Linked DNA regions of Mus musculus: region 1 is linked to region 2. The links are chromatin contacts, called in public Hi-C maps. All regions are on one chromosome and are shown on one strand. Each heading gives the region's core, a stretch centred on a gene start, on an enhancer-like site or on the middle of the called end of the contact. The rest is flanking DNA. Distances are from core to core; before and after follow the strand shown. Region 1 overlaps Camk1d (calcium/calmodulin-dependent protein kinase ID). Region 2 overlaps Camk1d (calcium/calmodulin-dependent protein kinase ID).

Region 1 (5,704 bases), core at 2,575-5,074, 270 kb after region 2:
TGGGGGACTTTTGGGATAGCATTTGAAATGTAAATGAAGAAAATACCTAATTAAAAAAATTAATTAAAAAAAAGATTCTGGGTCCTACTAACAGAGCTAGCAAGAAAGGGCAGGTTCCCATCCTCTATGCCCCCCTGAATTTGCCCAAGTTGAAATTTGCTCAGGACTCTCACAAGTAGGTTACTAAACATAGGGCGTATGGGATGGACCCAGATGGAGGCCTAAAATCATTGCTCCCTCCCGGCCAGCAGTTTCCGACAGACTGCGCTGTCCTGCCACAGGTATCCACAGAAGGCAACAGTTTGCTCTCCTTCTTTACGGTCAGCACCTCCTCTATGTCTCCAACTCCAGCAAGCAGCTCTGTTCCCAGCATGAGATGAGAGGAAAAGCTCAGAACTGGGAGCCAGAAGACTCATCTCTCTCCACTCTGCCGCATTTTAGCCTGGGTTGTTTAACCCCTCTGACCTTTGGTTTGCTTATCTGTAAAATGGGGGTGAGAACTGCGTTCATTTACCATGAAGCTATTTGAAGAGTCAGAAGAAAGCAGAGCTATAACAATTACTTTTCCACACTGTAAAATAACACCGAGAACAGCAGGGTGGTACATCAACTCAGAATCCCGGTGTGTGGGAAGATGGCTGGGCAGCTGACAGTGTTCACTCTGCAAAGGTTAGGACCTGAGTTTGTATCCCCAGCATCCACATGAAATGCCAGTCATGGCTGGACATTATTATAACCTCAGCAGTTGCAGCAGTGACAGGCAGGTTCAGAGAGCATTGGCCTGCCAGACTAATCAGAAACAACTAAATTTCCTATTCAGTGAGCAACCCTGTCTCATTCAATAAAACAGAGAGTGACAGGAAAACACCAACGTCCTGCTGCAACCTCCTCAGGCACACATAAGGGTGAGTATGTGCACACGCACGTGCATGCCCCACACCCATGCAATGCACACAAGAATAATTAATGTAATTAAAATTAAACATAGCACTTATCTAGCAGATAGCATGCCTGAGACCCTACATTCAATCCACAAAAGTGAAAAAAAAATGAAAATGAAGTGTGGAATCTGGGCATGGTGGTCCACACTTGGAAGATGAAGGAAAGAGAATCAGGAGTTTGAGGTCATTCTTGGCTACCTAGAGACTCCAAGCACAGCTTGAAATAAATGGAAAACTAACCACCCCCCAAAAGAATAGATAGATAACACACGTGTGTGTGTGTGTGTGTGTGTGTGTGTGTGTGTGTGTGTGTGTGTATGAATGAAGCATAGGACTATATGAATGAAGCATTAGTTAATCAACACTGACATTTCTGTATATGTGCCCCCAAAGAACTGAAAACACGGTCTTAAGGAGAGACTTGCATATCCAGGTTGATAGAAGCATTATTCACAGTTGCAAGAAGTAAAAACTGTACTGGTCTATTGATAAAAAGATAAGCAAAAAAATGTAGTACATCCATACAGTGAACTATGACTGCCTTACAGGCTGGAGAATCCCAATGCCTACTACAGCTTAGGCAAATGTGACACTCTAGGTAAAATAAGCTTAAACATACAAGGCCGTGAGTCCACTCATGGAAGGCATGTTAAAGAACTCAAAAGCAGAGAGACCAAATGTGGGATGTTGGCTGTTGGGGACCTGGGGGACAGAAAGAGAACATGATTGGTTATGAGTACAAAGGTCCCATTTGGGAAGAGTGAAAAATTCTATAGATGGATGGTGGTGGATGGTGGTGGTGGTTGCCCAACACGGATGTTCTGAAAGTAGAGTCTACAACTAGAAATGGCTGCAATGGTTAAGGTCTATGTTACTATTTAACCACAATTGTTGAAACGGAAATAACAGGAAACAAATGTGAAGTCTTGTTATTATATCACAGTTGTAAAAGGGGCCAAAAGGGCCACAGAAAGCCCACACTATGTTCACCTTTACTAACCACCAAGTCCCTTGCATTCTCATGGGCTCCAGGGTTCTCCCTAGGCCTGAGCAAGATAATAATTACCATACAAAGTTGACTTCCTAGAGAAAATATACATCAGAAAACAGCCGTGAAAGCTTAGAAGGAAGTCTTAAAATAGACCTTGTCTAGTTCGAGGGCAGCCTCACTTAGGCAATCAAGGCAATCACAGTCCTTGATGCTTTTTACCAATTATGTGGCCTATAACAAGGCCTATATGTGGCCTATAACAAGGGACTCATTAACCAACAACTTCCTCTTCCAGGGGCTGCCTGAGGTTTTATTTAATACAGTGCTTTCAGGATTCCATTTATAACACTCAATCCAACTTATAGCAAAACTGGTTCCAGCAATCCAAGGTGTGCTCATGAAAGACAGAGAAAATCCTCTCAACAGGTCGAGCATGAATAGTCAAGTTCCCAGCAGATCATGACTACAACCAGACACTGACCACAAACAGGCTACAGAAACAGTCAAGAGGGACAACACCCAATTTGGAACCCAGCTCCAAAGCTTAGAACCCACATCCTAAGAAATTCAGAGCTTTTAAGATTTTCTCCAACTTCCTATCTGAAGACCCTCAACAAGGACAGCTTATAACAAAATTTTCCCTGTGCTTATATGATGTATATAAGTGCCCTGTACCATCTCGAACCACACTAAAATTAATGCAATACATAGATATGTTAAACTATGCAATGACCTGGGGACTAGCTCAGTGGCAGAACACTTGTCTATCATTTGGATTCCCATCCCTAGTAATGTCAGAGGTTCTATTTGTGTCTGTGTGTGATGTTAGTGTCAACTGCCAACTTGACAGAATCTAGAATCAAGTTGTCTCTGGGGAATTATCTTTACTGCATTAAGACCTGTCTACCATGGGTGGCGCCATTCCCTAGACTTCATAATTGGGGTGGGAAGACCTATCTACCATGGGTAGCACCATTCCCTAGACTTCATAGATGAGAATGGAAGCAAAATAGCAGCATGCATTTATTGTTCTCTGCTTCCAGTTATGGATGTGGTTGTGACCAGCTGTTTTGAGTGCCTGATGCTTTGACTACCCCCCCCCCCCCAATCATTGACTGTATGATGGAACTGAAGGGTAAAATGAACCCTTTCTCCATTGAGTTCATTTTGTCAGGATAATTTTTTTCTCATCAGCAGGAAAAGGAACTAAGATACACTGCATAGCTGCACGTGAATGTTTGTATGTGTGCAGGTGCACATATGCATGTGGGTGGATGTGAACATATGTGAACATGTGTGTGGAGGCCAAAAGACAACCTCAGTGTCATTCCTTAGGTACCATCCACCATATTTTTGAGACAGGGTCTCTCCCTGGCCTAGAAATCATCAAGTAAACTAGGCTAGCAGGCCAGAATGACCCAGGAATACACCAGTACCTTCCTCCCCAGTGCTGGGATTAAAGACACGTGTGGGATTACAAACCCAGAAATTTTTGGTGAGTTCTGGGGTTCTAACTAAGGTAGTTCCAAATGAGCTACCTCCTCCACCCCAAAGATTGTAAACTATGCAAGTCTGTGATGAAATGACATTTTTAGGTGAGTGACTTCAGTCATCAAATTAAAAATACTGTTCTCAGAGTTGCAGATACAGCTCGTGCACAAGATCTTAAGAGATTCCATTTGCAGTACCACAAAAAAAAAAGTTTTTATGTATGTATGCACATACACATATGCATTACTTGCAATAAGATACAAGGTGGAAACAAACAACTGCCCTAAAGGAACAGCATACTAATGCTGAGGAAACATGACAGCAGCATAAAGACTGCAGTGTGTCTCTAAGAAGCCTCTTGCACCAGCTGATGTAGACTGAGTTTTCAAACTCAGCTCAGGAAACAGGAAGAGAAGCAGAGAGGCAAATCTGGTTAGCCAGCCAGAGGAAGGGATGGTAACAAAGTAGGTCACCCCGCTCCCGCTCACGGGCTGGCCTGGAGAGGACTTTCAAGCTGAGTCTTTTGGTTAATGCTGGCACTATATGGTTTAATCACCTCCTGCTGGCAAAAACTGTGAATGGTCCAGGACAGTCTTCAGACCTACAAACAGCCTCTGAGGAGCAGGGGCTAATGACAGAGAGCTGCCGTTCACTGAGCTCAAACTCACACAGTGTTCTTGGTGGTTTTGCTCCACCCTTCACCTCATCTTCATTGCTACCCTCCTATTGGGTTGTTCACTGCCTGATTTTATGGAGGAGGCCAGAGGGCTCAGAATGGTCAAGAAAGACCAAAAACCACACAGCTAGGAAACAATGAAGCCTCCCAGGCAATCTCTAAACCATGTTTATAGCTGTACCTTGAAGAACAATTAGCAGGTGTTCTCCTCTGGCTGAATGAGAGAGTTTATCTGTGGCTGCTTAAATTAATTTTCTGAAAGGTTAAATACACATTCTGCGTATTTGCAACAAGAGCATCCAAAAATTAATTTCCAGCAGACACCAGCATGCTCTTCTCACTGGTCCTAGCCTTGATGAACCTTAGGTATATCACAGCTCCTGTTTATCCAATCCCAATTTTGTGGAATTGAATCCCCTATAACAATCCAAGAGGTGGTAACTTCTATCTCCACCTAAACCCAGAAGGATTAAGGAAACACCTAGTGTCTCTGAGCTACCAACAGCTGTGCTGATGTGAACTTCCTATTTCATTTTTATTGCCTCCCCTTCCCAGGTTCAGCAAATCATCTATCTTAAACACTTGTCCCCAAGACACAGTGTGAACCAAGAATAGAATCTGTAGGGCTGCAGAGATGGCTGGGAACGTGGAAGACCTGAGTTGGATGCCCAGAACCCACATTTAAAAGCCAGGTATGGTTCCCAAGGTTGGGGAAACAGAAAACCAGGTGGGTCCTAGGCCAGACAAACTAACCTTCCTAGTGAGTTCTAACCCAGTGGTGGCAAGCTCTGTCTCTTAAACCAGCTGGACAGACAACACCTGAAGACCTATATCCTTGCATGATCTCAGGCCTACACACACACACACACACACACACATACACACACACACACACACACACACACACACACAGGAGGTTTATTTTGGTCCCGGTGAAACACACATAGCACAGGGCTAAAGTTGTGGAATCAATGTGGTCTGCCACAGGATGAACTCGACCAACTAGGGCGTGCATTTGGAGGTTCTTCTTGCTAGGATTTGAGGCTGAATGGGGAACTTTGTATACACTGTATATACAGTGTATATACAGTGTATAATAAACTTTCTTTTAAAAATCAAATAGGATCTAGTCAAACCCAAAAGAAGAAATACTCTCCAGCACCATAGAAAGTCATAAGGGCATAACTGAAAAAAAAAAAAAAAGTGCTGGCATCCCTCCCAGAGTCCACACGTCCTCCTGCTTTAACTACATAAGCACTGAATTGGCCATACTGAGTCAGAAAAGAAACCTGGTCAGATGCCTATGCCATCGGTCTTTCATAGCCACCTCTCAGAAATCCCTTCCCTAATTAAAGGGACGTGTACACAGTGGCCTTTGGATTCCCTGCTGGTCCCTGCGGTCCAGTGACCTGACAGCCTCTGGCAAGATGACCAATAATATGACAATTCCCTACTGAGCTACCACCTAAGCCTTCAGAGAGGGGAGAGGAAGAAAAGAGGGAGGAGAGAGATTGGAGGGGGATTTAGGAGATTTATCTGGGGAAAGGAGAGATTAGAGGGATTTATGGAGACCCAACCAAAGGAAAGCCCAACAGGTTAACCCCT
Region 2 (5,911 bases), core at 1,547-4,046:
TGGATACCAAAGGCAGCATCATGGCTGAGCATGAAGGACAATTTGTTAAGTAAAATTAGTCAGGCACAGAAAGATAAAAACTGTATGTTCGCATTCACGTGGAGGCGCTTGAGAAATTAAAGTCACAGAAGTAGGGAGTAGAATAGTGCTTACCTGAGTGGGGGAGGGTATCAAGAGAGGGACAGGATGGCTGAAGGATATGGAGTGCATTCGCACAGGAGAAATGACTTCTAACTACGGTTGACCAAAGTTAACCATTAATTTCAAAATATAGCTACTCGACTGGCTTTTGAATACTCTCAAAACAAGGGAGTAATAAATGTTTGAGGTTATGGAATTTCCAGCAACCTGAACATGACCATTATATTTTATACATGCACTGAGAAAACTCACATCATGCCCCATAAACATAAACAACTTCTACAAATTAGAATTTTCAGAAACTAAACCAGACTATTAGAAGGACAGAAAACTCCTTGTCCAAGAGCAGGCAGTAAAGATTTACCCTTCTTTTCGTGTGGTTTGATTGTCATTTGATGGCATGTCCCTTTACTTTTGTGAAGCATGAGAAGTCCTGCTGTATATACCTGGGGTGCCAGTCTACATGGGACTGAAGGAGAATTGTCCTCCATTGGCTCATGTATTTGAATACTTGGTCCCTGGTAGGTGGCACTGTTTAAGGAGTAAAGGAACCTTTAGGAGGTAGAGACTTGCTGGAGGAAGCATGTCAGTAGAGGCTGGCTTTGAGGTATGAGCCTGGCCCCACTTCCTGTCCCCCAATCCCAGCTTCCATGGATCACAGGCCTGGAACAGGTCTCTCTTACAGGTCTCCACTCAGATGTCACCATGTCATTTTGCTCTATCTACCCACCTTCCAGCATTTCTCTATAGACTTTAGTAGTTCCCTGTGCATACTGAATTACTTATTAAGCTGTTTGACTGCTGTCTCCTTCTCCTCCCATTATGTAAGCTTCGTATGTATAGAACATTTGTTCATTGTTATATTCCACCCTGTAATCCCTGAGGGTGCACCACAAAATCCACTGTACCACAAAAAAACATCAAAGCAGTGTCAGGCCCCTCCTTCCTGCCCCAGCTTATGGCGCTGCAGTAAAATGTCCCAGGGAAGCTCTCCAAAATGGCAGCTCCTGTGGCTCATGTCAAAATGGTGGCTCTTGTCAAAATGGCTGTACCAGGAAGTCTCCTCAGCCTGCAGCCACAGCAGGAATTGTCTATGGTGGCCTGTCTCCTGTCCTGCCTCAGCAGAAGCTGCCCCTCAAGATCTGTCCATGGTGGCTACACTTTCTTTCTTGCCTCAGCTACAGCCTTGGTAAAACACCACTGCAGGAGCTGTCCCACAGGAGTTGTCCACAGAGGCAGCACCTCCTCTCCAGCCCCCGCCCCTGCCCCTGCCCCAGCAGCCCTACAGAGATGGCACCTCAGCAAAAGCCAGGAAGGACTTCCCCCCCTAACCCATGGACCTGGTACAGGAAAAGGGAGGTGTGTGTGAAAAAGCCACCAATTCCTGAGTTTCCCACAAAAACCTACCAATCCCTGAGTAGAAACCGACCAATCCTTAAACAGGAAAATCCACCAATCCCTGAGCTCCCCAAATTCAGGACTTGAAATCTCACCAATCCCCACTGTGGAAATCTCTGCCCTGAGAAGCTCCGCCTCCTCAGAAATCCTATATAAGCACCGCCCCTTTGTCTAGTCCCCTGCTTCCCACTCTTGGGAGCATAGGGCAGCTATCCCTGGATTCATCCCTCCACACACTGGACCCTCCAATAAATATTTTTCATGAGATTTCCTGTCTGGTATGACTCTCTCATTAGAAGAAGCCAAGCAAAATAAAAAAAGAAATAATGAAGAGATGAGACGAGACAAGGCGAGCAGAGCAGAGCAGAGCAGAGCTGAGGCTCCTCAGCACCTTAGCTCAGCTGGAGATACCCTCCCCTGGGAGCTGCAATGCCTCTGCTGAGGAAGCTTCCTCCAGAGCTATGAGGTCTCTGAGCTCCTGTGTCTCAGGATGCCCTTCCACTGGGACACTGTCTCACCTCAGAGCTGTGTGGATTCTGGGTCCCTGAGTCTCTGGATGCCCTTCCACTGGCAGACCCTCTCGTGGGAGCTGCAACACCTCTGCTGAGGAGGCTTCCTCTCAGAGCTATGTAGTTCCTGAGCTCCTGTGTCTCAGGATGCCCTTCCCTTGGGTCACTGTCTCACCTCAGAGCTGTGTGGGCCCTGGGTTCCTGAGTCTCTGGATGCCCTTCCACTGGAATACTTTCTCCCCTCAAAACTGTATGGTTTCTGGGTGTCTGAGTCCATCTGAACAGAAACACTTACATGACTCCCATCTAATAATACCAGGCATGTGATAGGGGCTCAAAAAATACTTCTTGAGTGAGTGAATGAATGAATGAATGAATGAGATGATGCATAATGATAAGTGCAGATGAAGGTTGTAGAATTTCAGGAAAGAGATGACTTCTCTAAGACGAGCTCTCTGGGATCACAGTCTACAGGAGTGATTACAGCACACAATAATTATAGGGAATGCCTAACGGAGTAGACAGCTTCCGTGAAGGGTGACAAGGTAGCCAGATGGAGGTGCTGGGGTGCAGAAGAGGGCTGTGTGATAGAAGAAGAGCACTAAGAAGCCCCTGTGGTGCTGTGGCAGATCCAGAGAGCTGTGGTACTCAGCAGGAAGAAGAGGGTTTACAAGAAGCCAGAGCTGAGCGTTTTCGAAACAGGAATGCTGAGAGGAGACACCCTCAGTAGGAACTCAAACGCGGAATCTGTGCGCGGCATGAGCACACTGGCTGGGTCAGAGCAGAGCCTGCTCTTTGGATTAAGCCCTCACAAGAAGTGTCAGTCCTGGAGCAGCTCAAACCAGAATGTTTAATCTAATAAGCTCTGAAATGTATGACCATGTGGGTGCTCTGGGTACGAGCTCCAAGTTTTCAGTCTGCCAGGGACCTGGAAACGACAAAGTCAGCCTTGGCTCCTTCCATATTTCTGCATCTTTCCATGTCTGAGCCTGCTGACTCTCAGTTACGACACGAATGCTTCAGGGAAACAGATTGCCTGTGCAATTGGGAAGTGAATAAACGAGTGATGTGAAGCTTTACACACCACGCCCATGGATACTTCGCCCATTTCTTCTCCTTATGCACTTCTATGGCTTCTCAAAATAGAGACCTAGCGGTCAGATGTTGCTTTTAGGAAGTCCATGGTGGTTTCTATCTGCAGTGGGGGGGGGGGGGGGGGTTACAGCTTGGTGGTACAGCATTTGCTTAACACAAAGCCATCGTAGTCCTCAGAAAACCACTCTTCAAAAGAGTTAAGCCATTTTAAAACTGCACAATTTAAGATATCATTAATTTGTAGTTAAAGGTATTTGTCACATAGACTGGGTTAAATAGGGTATTTATAAAAGTACTATAAAATATATTCAAAGTAGAAAAAAATATCTTTACAGCATGATGACAGGAAACTAAAAGCTGCTACAAGAGACAAATTAACCAATGGTAGTGTATCTCCCAAAGGGAAGCACAAAAATTAAATAAATGAGCTAGGGGTAATGTTGGATTCTGAAATATGTGAAGCAAGCACCAGTGGGAACCCAACAGAGAAACGGCTCAGCAGCAGCAGGAGACTTTGACAATGGCTTTTCAGTAGAAGATGGGACAATACAACAGAATATCACAAAAGCAATGCAGAACCTCCCACTGCAGACCAACAGGACCTGGCAGACAGACGAGTTCCAGCCAGCAACAGCAGAAGCACTTTTCTCTCTCAAGGAGAACCAGGATATTCTCCAGGGTAAGCCATAGGCTTACAAAGCAAGGCTTAGTACATTGTTAAAGGACTGACATCCTGCACAGTATCTGTTTCCCTCACAAGGGACAGGAACCAGAAACCAACAGAAGGAAAACTAGAAAATTCAAAAATATAGAAACCAAGCAGAACACTCTCAAACAACCGGAGGGCCATGGAAGAAATAACAAGAAAAACTGAGAGACAAATTTAAATGAAAGCATAGCTACCAAAGTGTATGGCTTGGAGCAAAAACCATGTAAGATGTTGGGGCTGGAGAGGTGGCTCAGTGTCTGAAAGTACTTGCTGCTCTGGCGGGGGACCTAGGTTTGGTTTCCAGCAGCCACTTGGGTGGCTTACAGCTGCCTGTAATTCCAGGTCCAAGGATCCATTACTCTATTCTGGGGCCTCTAGAGGGCACTACATGGGCATAGCACATAATAGACAAACAGGTGCTCGTGCACACACACATACACACACAAATTAATATTAAAAAAATCCTTTAACGAGTATGTTTATACTGCCTAAAGTATAAAGCTGAGTGATGAGTTCCTATCTAGCAAGAATGAGGTCTTAAGTTCAGCTTTAAGCCCTTGGAAATAAAGACATTATAGCTATAAATTCTTGTACTAAAAAAGATAAAAGAGTTGAGTCTAATAACACTTGCTCAAGATTATATTGGACCACTATGGTTTTTGTCTTTGCAACCTTCTAAGCCTTTATATCCCAGTAGTATTTTCTCAATCCTGGGGAGTGATGGATGAGCAGCAGTAGCCTGAAGTGCCAAGTTGGTATCTGCTTGTAATTTCCTACAACTCCCCAACCCAGGCAAGCTGAAGCCCCAAAGGACCAAACTGCTCACAGACCAAGCCCTATAGACTGAGTCCCTCACAGGCTCAACCTCTTCCAGACTCAGCCTCACACAAGCTCCGCCACTCCCAGGATGTACTCTGTCCCTCACAGTCTCCTTAATAATGCTTCTGTTTGCACTAGATCTTCTGCCAGGAGCATAGGCACCTCTGTCAGCCCAGCCTAACTCGTTATCACCCTCCATGGGGGAGGCCTCCTCAGAGCACAGAGTACAATTCTGAAAGGAAGCAGTCATAGTAGGTCATTGCCCATCTACAAAAAGCTGCTAAAGAGGATTATCTATGTCTTATGCCATAAAACCTCCTAACTACTCACCTAATATTGAACAGAACTACAATCCTACAGAGTTCTTAATTAACTGTCTGTGGTGAATGAAGATAAGATTTCAGTAATTTATATGTAAATATATTAAGGTATTATATTCAGAAACACAATTTTCCTTCATTATTATGCTTGGCTACTTACACACTGAAGGCTTTCTATTGAGAGTGATAATGTGTTCTAATTAAAAATAGTTTTGAGAACATAGGGTATAAATTATGAATGCAATATCCCCATAAAAGCTAACATTGGTGACCCCACCCTGAAAACACCTACACAAGCCAGCACAGTAGATAAGACACATTTTCTCCTGGAAACTGCATATATGTTCATGTCCTCGGCTACATGGAAACCAAATGAATATTCTTCAAAGAGTATATGTTTAATTCTTAGGTTTTTCAATCTCAGCAGGTATCTGGTTATATTATATATATTTACTATCATGGGATGAAAGAAATGTTAAGATATTTGGATCTCACCTAGAAAACCCATGGTAAAGCCAATCATTGTACTGACAGAAACCACTCATAGTCATCATTCTTTACAAATTACACAAGGAAACATGGCAGAGTAATTGTGAATAAAATAAGATTATTCAGGCAAATTCCTATGATAGTATTAAATAATCTTTCTCTTATGCTTTAAAAATATTTATTGAATGAACTATTCCCTTTTTTTCCTTCAAATACATCACCAGAACATTATACTGCACTGGTCAAGAGTACATAGTGGGTTACTTGCTGCCTTAATCAAATGTTTCGATCTCTCTGGCCAGTTTCTCCATGTAAAGTTGTAATATACAACTTCTCAAGTTTGTTGTAAAGATTAAGTAAGAAAGCCAGTTGTATTTATGAATCACCATTCCTTTTCTATATGATTTAAGTTGAACAAAGATTTATTTTTA

What was found. A called contact is a pair of places that touch in the nucleus more often than the background predicts.
Region 1: a Hi-C map of rod photoreceptor shows a contact between it and region 2, with 2.5 times the contacts expected there. The contact joins two enhancer-like sites. A contact is called at or near these places in 10 of 39 promoter capture datasets (3T3-L1-derived adipocytes, cranial neural crest, embryonic stem cells and 6 more), 1 of 15 datasets of contacts at CTCF or cohesin (large pre-B cells), 14 of 484 Hi-C or Micro-C datasets (the BV-2 cell line, CD8 T cells, the CH12 cell line and 8 more), 21 of 115 datasets of contacts at active chromatin or transcription factors (the 230-238 cell line, astrocytes, bone marrow-derived dendritic cells and 15 more) and 2 of 9 other capture datasets (adipose tissue and macrophages).

What each region holds. Positions count from the first base shown.
Region 1 is chr2:5,702,932-5,708,635 of GRCm38.p6, forward strand. All of the region lies in intron 1 of Camk1d (calcium/calmodulin-dependent protein kinase ID), which reads right to left. Among named protein-coding and RNA genes, the nearest start is that of Camk1d, 9.0 kb to the right of the region's middle. Within about 2 kb of position 3,825, at least 43 of the 459 cell types and tissues checked have an H3K27ac peak or open chromatin away from gene starts, as enhancers often do. A contact at or near this core is called in bone marrow-derived macrophages and rod photoreceptor, where this site is marked.
Region 2 is chr2:5,433,040-5,438,950 of GRCm38.p6, forward strand. The region is part of intron 3 of Camk1d (calcium/calmodulin-dependent protein kinase ID); the gene reads right to left. Among named protein-coding and RNA genes, the nearest start is that of Gm36853, 46 kb to the right of the region's middle. Within about 2 kb of position 2,797, at least 20 of the 459 cell types and tissues checked have an H3K27ac peak or open chromatin away from gene starts, as enhancers often do. A contact at or near this core is called in bone marrow-derived macrophages and rod photoreceptor, where this site is marked.